2 separate regions of the Ctenopharyngodon idella genome follow, and region 2 is linked to region 1. A link is a contact called in public Hi-C data. All regions are on one chromosome and are shown on one strand. Each heading gives the region's core, a stretch centred on a gene start, on an enhancer-like site or on the middle of the called end of the contact. The rest is flanking DNA. Distances are from core to core; before and after follow the strand shown.

The links. Hi-C and Micro-C count contacts between places; a contact is called where the count stands out from the background.
Region 2: a contact with region 1 is called in a Hi-C map of muscle, with 8 times the contacts expected there. The contact joins the promoter of gdap2 here to the promoter of man1a2 in region 1. A contact is called at or near these places in 2 of 2 Hi-C or Micro-C datasets (both in muscle).

The regions. Positions count from the first base shown.
Region 1 is chr9:10,295,703-10,302,052 of HZGC01, forward strand. man1a2 (mannosidase, alpha, class 1A, member 2) reads left to right here and starts at 2,880. Exons shown (of 14, transcript XM_051907024.1): 1 at 2,880-3,699; 2 at 5,438-5,906. The coding sequence starts at 5,596.
Region 2 is chr9:10,437,023-10,443,372 of HZGC01, forward strand. It overlaps gdap2 (ganglioside induced differentiation associated protein 2), which reads right to left and starts at 2,924. Exons shown (of 13, transcript XR_007931804.1): 1 at 2,683-2,924; 2 at 968-1,191. wdr3 (WD repeat domain 3) reads left to right here and starts at 3,274. Exons shown (of 27, transcript XM_051907023.1): 1 at 3,274-3,429; 2 at 4,192-4,378; 3 at 4,481-4,690; 4 at 4,792-4,910; 5 at 5,668-5,746; 6 at 6,003-6,098; 7 at 6,244-6,339. The coding sequence starts at 4,205.

The DNA.
Region 1 (6,350 bases), core at 1,630-4,129:
TACTTTATAACTTCTTAAATATGAATATTTTTCTTACACAAATGCATCGCTTTGCTTCAGAAGGCCTTTATTAACCCCCTGGAGCTGTGTGGAGTACGTTTATGATGGATGGATGGATGCACTTTCTTGAGCTTCCTACTCATTGGTCCCGTTATAAAGCTTGGATGCATCAGGATATTTATTAATATAATGCCGTTTATGCTCATCAGAAAGAAGAAAGTCATATACACCTAGGATGGCTTGAAGGTGAGTAAATCTAGGGGTAATTTTCATTTTAAAGTGAACTAATCCTTTAATATGTTTATGTACTGCACATCGTATTTAGCGAGTCATTTTTATGTTAATACAGTAATAAAGTTCTTAGCTATCAAAAATTACTTTGGCAAAGAACTTGCAAAGAACATGTAGTCTTCGCTAACGGACTTGTGGAAGGGCCCTTTGTGAAGGGATTCAGCTGTTCACTTTCGTTTGGAACACCCCTACAAATGGCATCCCTTTCCCGAAGCGCCCCTCAAGGGCGCAAAAACGCCGTTTGGACTTTCGCCCAGAATCTCAGCTGAAGCAGTAGGACACACTACTGTTTTATGAGTACTATGAACTTGGACATTTTTCACATATAGTATAGAAGTAGGCATATTCGGATGCAGTGATTGATTCATTCAGGAATGGAACCGTCTTTATGAGTGAGTCACTGAATCATTCACTCAACTAATTCGTTCCAAAACACTGATTCATTCAAGGATCATTCATTCTGTGTGTTGCGGCAGTTGATTAAGCTTTAGCTTTGTTTAGAACTATATTCTTTGGACACAGTAGTAACTGGCAATTGTGCCCAACAACATGTAAGTAATATTAACCTCTTCTTTAATGAACTGTTATATAAAAACAATAAGATACAATTGTGCTGCTGTTCTTCATTGTATGATGCTGATTAATTGTTTCATTCCAGTCAAAGGCAAACGTTTTAAGTGTTTCACCTTAACCTAATTGTTTTATTTGGTTTTATATGACTCGGATGTGATTATATTGTTTACTGTAACTGTTAGACTATTGTTTAGTTATTAGTTTAACCTAGATTTCTCCATGTGGGTGCTTCTGTTATGGAGACGGTTTTTGCCTCCACTCACTTCCCCTTTTATTTAGCATTATGGGCGGTGCTGTGTCACCTCATTAACTGGAATGTCAGATACAGTCGCTCTTATCTACATTTATTGGTGACAGGATACGTAATTGACAGCCGCTTTGGTCCTGCGGAGCCAATCAACTCGCCCTTGCCTGGACTTCTCAAGGCTGAAGCTGTATCCCATTCATTTGCTTGCAGAGTTTAAACTGTCATCGTTCACCATTCCTCAGTTCAAAGGCTCAGAACACATCCTGATTCATTATGCAGGCCCAGTGGAGGATGGTCTCAGTCTCACCTCTACTGCTCTTAAAGTAATAGATAAACCTTTCAATCATCATAAACCTCCTTTTTCCAGTATCTTTGTCTTCTTTTTGCCTTCACGGAGGTTTGCGGTGAATTATTTTCTATTAATCCAGTCTTTTTTGTTGTATATGGTCTAAGGTTTAAGGTGATTCTTCTTTTGGCCAGTGATCTGTGTCGTATTCTCACAGAAAACTGAGAAACTCAGCAGAGCGAAACTCCTTCTTTCTGACAGTGACTTCTGTCAGGGTGTCAAATGTGTGCCTCTTAAACTGACTGACAGCAGATCCAGTCCCTTGGCACTGCCTTCTTGAGTATGACTCACACACGATTTTTTCTCCACAGCCTTCAACAGCACTGACACTTTCTGTGGGTTAGTCTGGTAAATCATCCTTAAATCAAGAGAAAAGAACTACACTTATGGCAGCTCAAGGACTAAGTCACAGGCTGATCTAAATGGCCTCATTTTTCGGCTGCTCAGCAGAATGTGAACATGTACTTTGATGGATCCATGATGTACAAGGGCGCAAACTATTTTATATTCAACCCCAAGACTGCGTCCTCTAAGTCTTAAACATATATTTGATTAAATGTATATCTTTCCTAAGATTGCGTAATCTAAAGTTTAACATATATTTGATTATATGTAAATAATTTCTATAATTGCGTCACTACATTTTTTTAACATGTATTTGCTTATATGTAAATGATTCCTATAATTCCTATGATAAATATTTTTATTTTTTATTTTTGAAATATTCTTATTTATTTTGTATTATTATTATTTTTTTGAATATTTTATTTATTATTAATAATTTATTTATCATTATTTAAATAATTATAAAATGCATGCAACTAATAATCATCTTAACCTTTTAAAGTTTTTTCTTCGCATAAACTTTATTGTGAACTGTTCAGAAATCTAGTCCTATCGTGGACGCTGTAAAAAAATATTTTCATGATTTGTTATCACAACATTTTTTCTTTCGTCAAATCAACTTAGATAATTAATGTGGTTCAGGTAACAAAATATTTTGAGTTTCTGTTGATTAAACCAATCGCCTTCATTGTATTAACTCAAATTTTTAATTTCAATGAACTCAAAATTTTAAGGCAACCAGGTAACTTACTTTTTTAAGTTAAACCAACAATTCTTTTTAACAGTGCATGTTTAATTTTCCATAAACAGCTAATTGAATATAGCCTAAACATAAACAAGCATACAGAAACACAGAAAAACAAAGATAAAGTAGACAAAAAGAAAAACAAGAGTACTTCAAGTCCACTTTAGGAACTTTGAGAAATTACTACTATAAATGCTCTATTTTCTCAACTGTCCACAATCTACCACTATTGATTTTGCGTTGCCTAGAGAGGCTTGTACTTTAACGACGCTCCCTGGGTTTACCAAACGGCAGCTGACTGGATGTTGGAGGACTGAGAGGAGGAGGAGTAGCTGTTGCAGTAACAACATCCTGGATATTGGAGCCTGGCGGCGCACACGGCTACAGAAATAAAGGAGGAACGAAGACGTAAGGGAGGCGGTGGTGGTAATCGCGAATGTTTCAGTGCATAGAAGCAGGGACATGAACGTGAACCTGACAACTTTCAGGCATTAATTGTGGATTTACGGTCTATGGCGCCGATTTATCCCGAGGCACCGACAAGGTGATGCAGCAGCGGCATGACGGGATCAGTCCGCTACAAGGCTGCCAGCTGAATGCCTTTACTGGAGGAAAAAGGCGCAGCACACGTCCAGCGCAGGCCGGCTTGATCTTTTATTAAAATAGGGCATTATGTAGATAGGATCACCCAGCGGTTGCGATACACCCATGGTTTACTTTCATTATTGTGTCGGCTCTTGATATCGCTCTCCAGTTCAGAGAAGCTGCCACGGCATCAAGCGGATCAGGCCTGTGCTGAAACACCGTCCGCGCGCTCCGCGATATTTACCGTTGTAAGCGCATGATGTGACTGGAACTTTTATCGTTAACATGCAGAACGAAAACTCTTAGTGCTGTAACATTGTGTTCACTATCCGGTCGAACAGTTTTCTTCATGTTTACCTAGGTTGTGATGCTATTTTGTCTTATCAAACTGATTTTTTTCGCTATCGATAACGTATTGCTAGTTTAAGATAAATACGCCTAACGGGCGGTGAGGGCGGACTCGCCGTTCATCGTGAAGAAAACGACTCGACCCAACCCGCCTTGACACCGAGAAGCATTTGGATCAAAGCAAGGATCATGGATCAGAATGATAAAAAGACCCTCACGGTATGTGTACAAATTTGTGTCATCCATATATCTGTAAAAAATACTGGCTGATATTAGAGATATATTGAGTATGAACCGCTTGATGTGGCGCTGTAATCAAGCACAAGCACTTATACAGGTGTCACATTGTCATGCTCAAAGTGTCTCAAAGACAGTCTACATGACGATTTTGATATATTTGCGCATGTTCATTAAGATGATTGTTGTTTTGATATAATGCTGATCTCATTTGAATGGTTATTCGCATTCGCTGGTTTGACTCTATAGTCCTACCTATGTTTGACATGAATGTAAAGCTTTGCCAGAGCGTGATATAGTCCAAACCAGACCATCAAATAAACAATATTTAAAGTAGTTTTGGACAATAACGTCTGCTTGAACGTCCTCATGATGAATTTTTGTCTTTAAATATGTATGTGTGAACCAAAAGCCCTTGTTTTGTCCTCTTGTTTTTAGCCCTTGGTTTGAAATAGTAATAGTAGGGAAAAGGTCTTGATAAGTGGGTTAAGATTCCTTTTTTTAATCCTTACAATTAAGCAATATCACACATGCTGGAGTGTCACACAGTACTGCAGGTAATCACATTCACAACATTGCTTTTATTCAGTAAAACCGCACAGTTGGGTGTGTAATATTTATAGAGTTCAATATAGAGTAATTAATATCAAGTAAGTTGCGTTTCAGACAAAAATTGACCGATTAGTTGGTGTATTTTTTTTTTTTCCACTAACAAAAATAGTATTGAAATAAGCCAAAAACACACTAGGCTTTGCCTTTCACCATGCAAAACAGACCAAAAGCTGGCCTAGGTCAGCGTATTTGAGTGGAGTGGAGCGACACAGATTTCCTCTCTTGGCTCAGAAAGCCTCTCCCTGCATCCAAATCAGTCTACTTTCCTACAAGATAGTAGGTGAAAAACAGTATGCGAGATGAGTAGTATGTCCAAATTCATAAAACTATAAATTAAATTACCCGACTGACATACTACTTGTGGTGAGATTCTGGAGTGTGCATCTGATGAACACTTTACTATCCCATGAGGCCATGAGAGAGGCGTTGTGAATGGCAGTGATGTTGGTAGGTCACATGGCAACATGGCGGATGTAGTACGTCAGAAATTCATTCATACTATGGAACATACTTTTTTAAGGGTCTCTAAGTTTCAAACCAAACGTTATACCTACTAGTCAGTACGCAAGGTGGTGTCAAAATAGTACACTAGAATACCACTCTTACTATTTTTGCAGTGTCTATTGCTACCTTCAAGTGCACATGGGAAACTCGTACCTTTAAATCGGGCGTTTGTTATTATGATTTCACAAAGTCATATATATCAAATTCAAATATAGTTCTATCAGTGTCTCAAATTGACACTCCCCTTTCAACATCACAACTCTGCAACTTGTGTATCATCTAGAATTCAGAGTTTTCCACTTATGCATCTTTGCTCGGTCATTCATATGCTTGTAACTCTACTCCTACTCCACTTGAAAGGCACATAATATTGCAGAAATAATAGCCCAAATTACTTCTAATCACTGTAAAATGACTACTAGTCTAGAACCGAGGAATCAAATTAGATCGCTGGAGCTATCTGTTGTTTAATAAAATTTAGACTTATGTCCTTTCTGCTGCTTAACATAATTGCCATGGAAACTGAAGTTTATTTTTAATGGCAAGCTTCTGTTGAATGCTGTTATGACAGTCAGTATCTGAAAATATCTTTCTTTGTTTTCAGAGCAAGTGGAATCAGTTTTGATCTACAGGACACCTCAATTTCTATGATAAGAAGACATTCGACAGTAAAGCTCCCCTTTACCGCAATGAGATAATAGTGTGGCTTACACAAAACAACCTTGACACTTATCCCACCATATTCCAGTTCATCATCAAAATATGACCACGCCGGCTCTATTGCCGCTCTCGGGACGTAGGATACCTACCCTCTCGCCAGGTGCCTCCTCATTCCCGCATCACAGAGCCACCTTACGGCTTTCCGAGAAGTTCATCCTCCTCCTCATCCTCAGTGCCTTCATCACCTTGTGCTTTGGAGCGTTTTTCTTCCTCCCGGACAATTCCAAACACAAGCGCTTTGACTTTGGCTTGGAGGACGTGTTGATACCGCACATCGAGTCGGAGAAGGAGGCGAGGCACAGCAGCAGACAGGTTATACATGGCGTGGGAGCTCACGATGAGCATCGGCACAGGTGAGATCTCAGAGATGGCTTTATCTCCTCGATTTCCCCATGTGTTTTAGTGTTTGAGTGTATAGGTGGTATAACATCTATCTTCACTGTGATGGTTTATTTGGAAAACAAACTGAAATGCTTCTATGCAAATCTATGCGTGAGCAAAAAAGTCATTGAAAGAAAAAGGATTCTTTGAGATTTTTTTTTTTTTCTGTTAAGATTAGTAATCTTACCATGCACTTTGCAATTGGAAAGCAACATAACGCTAGGTGTTTCATGCCTATTTCATGGCAGGAGGGGAAAGCTAAAAAAAAAATATTCAGGGCCAAGCACACATGTTGTGTGACATCCGAAAGCTTTTTCATACTCCAATCCATAGCAGTGAACGGTGATTTAGAGTCTGAATGTTTTTTGGGAATGTTTTTTTATCAGGCTTAAAATTTAAAAACTTTCCAAGATAAT
Region 2 (6,350 bases), core at 1,674-4,173, 140 kb after region 1:
TAAGTGAATTAAGTTAAAGTTTAAGTACTAAAGTTACTAAAACAAAAAAATAATAAAATAATAAAATTACTAAAACTTTAAAATGAAAATGAAAACTGAAAATATAAAAGTAAAAGCACAAAATAATACATACTAAAACGCTATATAAATAATTCTAAAACAACACTGATAAATAAGTTTTTTTTTTAACATAACACTATTACCTGTTAATATAATTGTGCCATTTTCCATTTTTAAAAGAAAAATGATCAAAAACAACAAAAAAAAATCATGTTTTGCAGTTGCATGGAAATCCGATAAATAATAATAATAAGTTTTATTTATATAGCGCCTTTTAAGGACCCAAGGATGCTTTACATCAAGTTGATAGATAACATGAACAAAAATATATACAAGTATACAGTCAAAAATGAAAGGATAAAGTCACTATGAACAAATCCTGCTAGCACAAAACAATGTGCACTGCTGAATTCTTTTCCTGCCTGAACTTCCAGATGGACTGGTTTTCTGAATTGACTTTATAGAGAAGTTCCATGAAATGAATTTCCCCTTTCTTAAAAAAGAGAAACTATGAATTTGATACTGCCATAACACAGCTATATCAGTCAGAAAGCACAGCAAGAAGGACTTCTCAGATGGTTGCATGTGACTGAACTATAAGGGGGATTTGGGTGCACGAGGGAATGACTAAAAGCAGTAAAGATCTGGTGCAAATAACTGATGCAAAGAGCACAGTGGGTGCAGACTGCAGAGGAATAAAAAGGTTTAGGCCTAAATTATTAAACTAAGACATCAAAAGAAAAGAGTTAAGCCAGTTTGATGCTTAGGCTTTTAGGGCTAAGACTGAAATTATAGCCAAAAAACTATTAAGCAATTTGTTCTTAAATAACTGCAGATGTTTTTGGAGAATCTAGGAAAAGCAGAAGGTTTGGGGAATATCAATAGCATTATAATAAATAACACTCACAATAGTACAATCTTGCTGTTGATGTCTTGTCTGAAGGGGAAAGGGGACGTTAAGGAGTTGACATGATTTGTCAGCTTGTCTTTCTCCTTCCTTAAGTGGTTTTCTCCATCCACCTCATCGTGGACTCCCTGAAGCTGGTCCCACGTGTGGAGGCTTTGGACCTCCAAAAACTGGGAACGAGCTCCCAAGGGATCCATGCTGTTGCTTCACTGAAAAATGTTGAACTGAAAGACACAGAGAAGCGTTTACACAAAGAGACTGTAGTGTGACCTTGGCCACATTAGCAATCATACACACACTGTGGTCTGCATCAGTTTAAACATGTAAGTGGATAGTTACTTAAATTTTTTAGGCACAGAAATGCTGTGAAATCACTTGTGATCTAAAATTTACTTTAGGTTAGTTAAATGTTATGCATCCTAATTTTTAAAATTTGTAGCATTTTGATTAAGTTTGACTATTTTAATAAAACTCCTTTAAACAATTTTAAAGGATTAGTTCACTTTCAAATATAATTTTTCTGATAATTTACTCACCCTCATGTCATCCAAGATGTCCATGTCTTTCTTTCTTCAGTCGAAAAGAAATTAAGGTTTTTGATGAAAACATTCCAGGATTATTCTCCTTATAGTGGACTTCAATGGCCTCCAAACGGTTGAAGGTCAAAATTACAGTTTCAGTGCAGCTTCAAAGGGCTTTAAACGATACCAGACGAGCTTACGCTGTATGTCCTACGCCTTCCCTATTCTACTTACGGAAAAAATGGAACTGGCTCTGCGTTCGTTCCGTAAGTTGAATAGGGAAGGCGTAGGACATACAGCGTAAGCTTTTTGAGGAACACGTAAGTGCGGTTTTGGCGGAACCACTTGGAAGGCGAACATTTGTTTATATAAAGCATATACATTTACATTTTTTTTCGAAAATGACCGATCGTTTCGCTAGATAAGACCCTTATTCTTCGTCTGTTATCGTTTATAGCCCTTTGAAGCTGCACTGAAACTATAATTTTGACCTTCAACCATTTGGAGGCCACTGAAGTCCACTATAAGGAGAATAATCCTGGAATGTTTTCATCAAAAACCTTCATTTCTTTTCGACTGAAGAAAGAAGGACATGGACATCTTGGATGACATGAGGGTGAGTAAATTATCAGGAAATTTTTATTTGAAAGTGAACTAATCCTTTAAGTCATCTTGGAAGTTTGCTGAGGCCCCCTAGTGGACCCTGACCTCCTGGTTGAGAACCACTACTGTTTGAATAGTGTGGTGCTTTCTTCAAAATGGAAAAAAATGTGTTTCCAATCTTCCAAAGTGTGACAATAATTTAAAAAGTATTCAGCAATTATTTCTGTGCCTGGTGCAGCAGCTGCAGTGTGAGAAGTGTACTATTTTTGAACGTAATTGACTTTGAAGCACAACAGAGAAGCTTTATCAGTGCCCAGACAGACAGGACTTCAGGAACAGATAAGATATTCAGCAGAAATGAGCTGCATGTGTAAAGGTCGACTCCCCAAATTAGATTTAATCGACAACAACAAAGCTAGGAGTTAGGAGATAGTCTCATCTCGATTGCAAAAAGCACATACAAACCATGCCGCACAATACTGCTTTAAGGATAGAAAGGAGAACAACACCTTATACTAATTCTAACCACATCGACTTGATGAAAATGCAACAAATTACAAGCACCATCAATCGCAATGACCAGCAACCTACCAGATGTCCACTGATGTAGCTATTCAGTCCTGCCAACTGCAAAAACAAAACCACGTTAGCTCAAATTAATCCGTTAAAGATAGTGCTAGAGATCACTGTCATCCTCCTGTGCTTCCGCTTTTAAATAGACCATTGTTAAAATGTGATTTTAGCTGCTTGTGGTCAACACATTGTGTTTGCAACATTCAGCGAGTTTCCTGATCAGCTGATTCACGAGGACAAAAATCATCACTTCCGGGATTGCAGCAGGGACGGTAGCTATGTTGTCGATACGTGTAGAAAACGCACAGACCTAGCCAATACAGTATCATAGATTTTAAGTGGCGTTCTACTGTCACCTCAAAATTAAAATAAGCATGATAAAGTATAATGAATAAAAAAAAAAAAAATCAATTAATAGTTTAATTATAAGCACATTGGTACGTCTCATGGGCAGCGACATGACTTCACAGACCGAAGTAATCGATAGTGTGCACATAATTTATAAGAAGAACAGATACATTAAACGCATAAGGAGTGAAAGTAATGATGAAGCATTCAATCATATATTTTATCATGACACAAATGTCCATATAAACGTAAATTCCTGAAACATTTTGTGAAGTAACATCGTAGTTCTGCTCGGTAATCGACCTCTTTTGTCTTTACTGGATGTCACACATGCGACGAAAAGCATGTAGACGTTCTCCGGATCCACAGAAGCAATATTTTCATAAAGGACTTCAGATACAATATCTAATCGACAAAGTATGTAACTACATTTTCTATACACATAGGCTTAATTTGGATTTTGTTACTTTCTAATATTTCTCGCTCTCTCTATATATACTAGATTAAACGAACTGCATGTGGTTCACGTTGCTGTGTACATTGTCGCGTGGACCTGAAAACGTGGTTGCAGAAATAGTTGCTCACTTTCCGTTTATAGATTGCCTGTTTGATTAATTTGCATTATAACTGGCAATCACAGCTTTTGGAGGTGGTTATGAGCATCATTTGGTGAAGCCGAAGAACTAAAATACCATTGAACAACGTCACAACCACAGATCTGGTTTAATCTGTTAATGTTGATATAAGGTAAAACAAATGTATGCTCCCATCGAGATGAAAAATATGACTTATGAAGTAGGGAAGTGGCACTTGCCCCATGTTATGTGTAAGCCGTTTCACTGAGCATTTATTTTGGCCACCACAAGCTCAATATAATAATATAAATTTTCAACAAGCTCAATATAATAGTATTTAGAGGCGAAGCATCTGATACACATACCACCGTTTTGGGTGAAATTAATGGTTTTTATACAGTTTTTATACATTACCAAATAATTATGAAATGTATTTTCTTTGATATAAAACTGCTTTGTAGAAAATTTACTTTGATAAGCTGCAATATACAGTATGATGGGCCTTTTCTAAATATGTGTTCACATGACAAATTGTGCACAGTTTTCTAGATTAAGAGAGTGAGATATCTTACCAGAATCCCCTACTTTTATTTTGTGCCTACAGCCTCTGGTTTGCCATGGGTTTAACTAAGCAGTACCTGCGCTATGTGGCGAGTGCTGTATTCGGGGTGATCGGCAGTCAGAAGGCCAACCTCGTGTTTGTGACCCTCAAGGGTGGTGAGAAGGGTCGATATGTTGCTGTTGGAGCCTGTGAACATGTCTTCATATGGGATGTCCGCAAAGCTGAGAAGGTATTTGAATGTTTCAAAAGATCAATTAGTAGTACATTGACTCATCAGTTTATATAAACTGCTAAATGTTGCACTCACCTTCTCTCCCCTTTAATTTCTCAGGTTCTTATACTTGAAGGTAAAAAGCATGAGGTGACGTACTTGTGTCCCTCTCCTGATGGTGTCCACATAGCAGTGGGTTATGAGGATGGAGGTGTGCGCATCTTTAACCTGCTGAACGGTGAAAGCAACATCTCCTTTAGTGGACACAAATCAGCTGTCTCAGTCATTAGATATGATGCACTGGGCGCTCGTCTTGTCACCGGCTCAAGAGTGAGACTACAATTTAAAAATTTTTTTGTTTTTTTGTTTTTTTGACAGACATTAATTTTTGGACAAACTAAAGTCATTTTTTTTATGTTGTTGTCTTGCAGGACACAGATGTGATTATGTGGGATATCATCAATGAGTGCGGTCTGTACAGACTCAAAGGACACAAAGATGAAGTCACACAAGTTTTGTTCTTGGAGAACAAAAACCTGCTGATTACAAGGTAAATCAGCCTTTACATTTCATTTGAATGAATTCAGCACTTGAAAATATTTGACACTTTATATTATGTCATGGACATGATTGTGTGTGTATATATATATATATATATATATATATATATATATATATATATATATATATATATATATATATATACACAGTAAAACCAAAATTTATTCATACACCCTGAACATTTCATTCATTAATACAGTTTATTCACTATAGTTTAAAAAAATGGTAATAAAATATGACAAGATCTCAGAGTTAAACTATGTCAGAAAAACATTAATCTTAATTATGTCAGATAACACTTAAGCAAAACATGGTCAGGTCAAACTGTCTGAATAATGTTTGGTTCCAAATTTTTATCAATTTTACTGGTAGTCCACTGTATGAAGAATTTTTGGGTATAATATGTCACAGTTTACTTTATTTTGCTATCTTCATTTGCTCACTACAGGCACCCACTAGTAAAAATATATAAAAAATGTTTGAATAATTTTTAGTTTGACTGATATATATATATATATATATATATATATATATATATATATATATATAAATATATATATAAATATTAGGGCTGCCCTAGACTAAAGATTTTTCTAGTAGACTAGTAGTTGTTCATTTAAGCAATTAGTCGACTAATGTCGCACATGCTTATTAATAAGCCATATAGATCATAATAATGAGCCTTTAATTGCTGATACTATGTGTACTGATTCTGTACTAATTTTGTGTGTGTCATGTTTCCTCAGCTCCAAGGACAGCTTTGTAAAGTGGTGGGACTTGGGCACACAGCATTGTTTCAAGACCATGGTGGGACATCGCAGTGAGGTAAATAGAACCACTGTACACTGTTGAGTCTTTCTTGTTTAAAAGGGTTTCCTTCATGTGTTTCTTGATCTTTCTGAAATAATTAACACAACACACTAAATGTGTTTTCTTGCCGCTTTGGCATCCTATGTGGACATAAAGCCAGTGTAATTGCTCATAAGTTGTTTTCTTATTTTACTTTTGGAGAATGGTATCCAGCACTGTCCAAATATCTGTTGGTGTTATAATACACTGCAACCTTGTCTGATCTCTGTAGGTATGGGGAATGGTCCTGTTGAACCAGGAAAATAGGTTGCTTACAGGGTCTGCTGACAGTGAGCTCAGAGCCTGGGACATTCAGTACATCGAGGAGGTAAAGAGATATCACTCATGCTGGGTTACAGTGTCGGCTGAATTACATTTCAGTACAGTCTTGAATGATCTCTTTAGTTTTATGTAGAGAATTGACACTGATCTCATTTTAATGTGTTCAGAATAACATCAAAGTGTCTTCACAGGGTAAAGAAGTTGGGGAACCACAGGAAAAGAAAGTCAGAACTCTTCTTAAGGATGAGGAGGAAGATAAGGAAGGACTTGATGAAGAGCCAGAAGAAGTAATATTTCT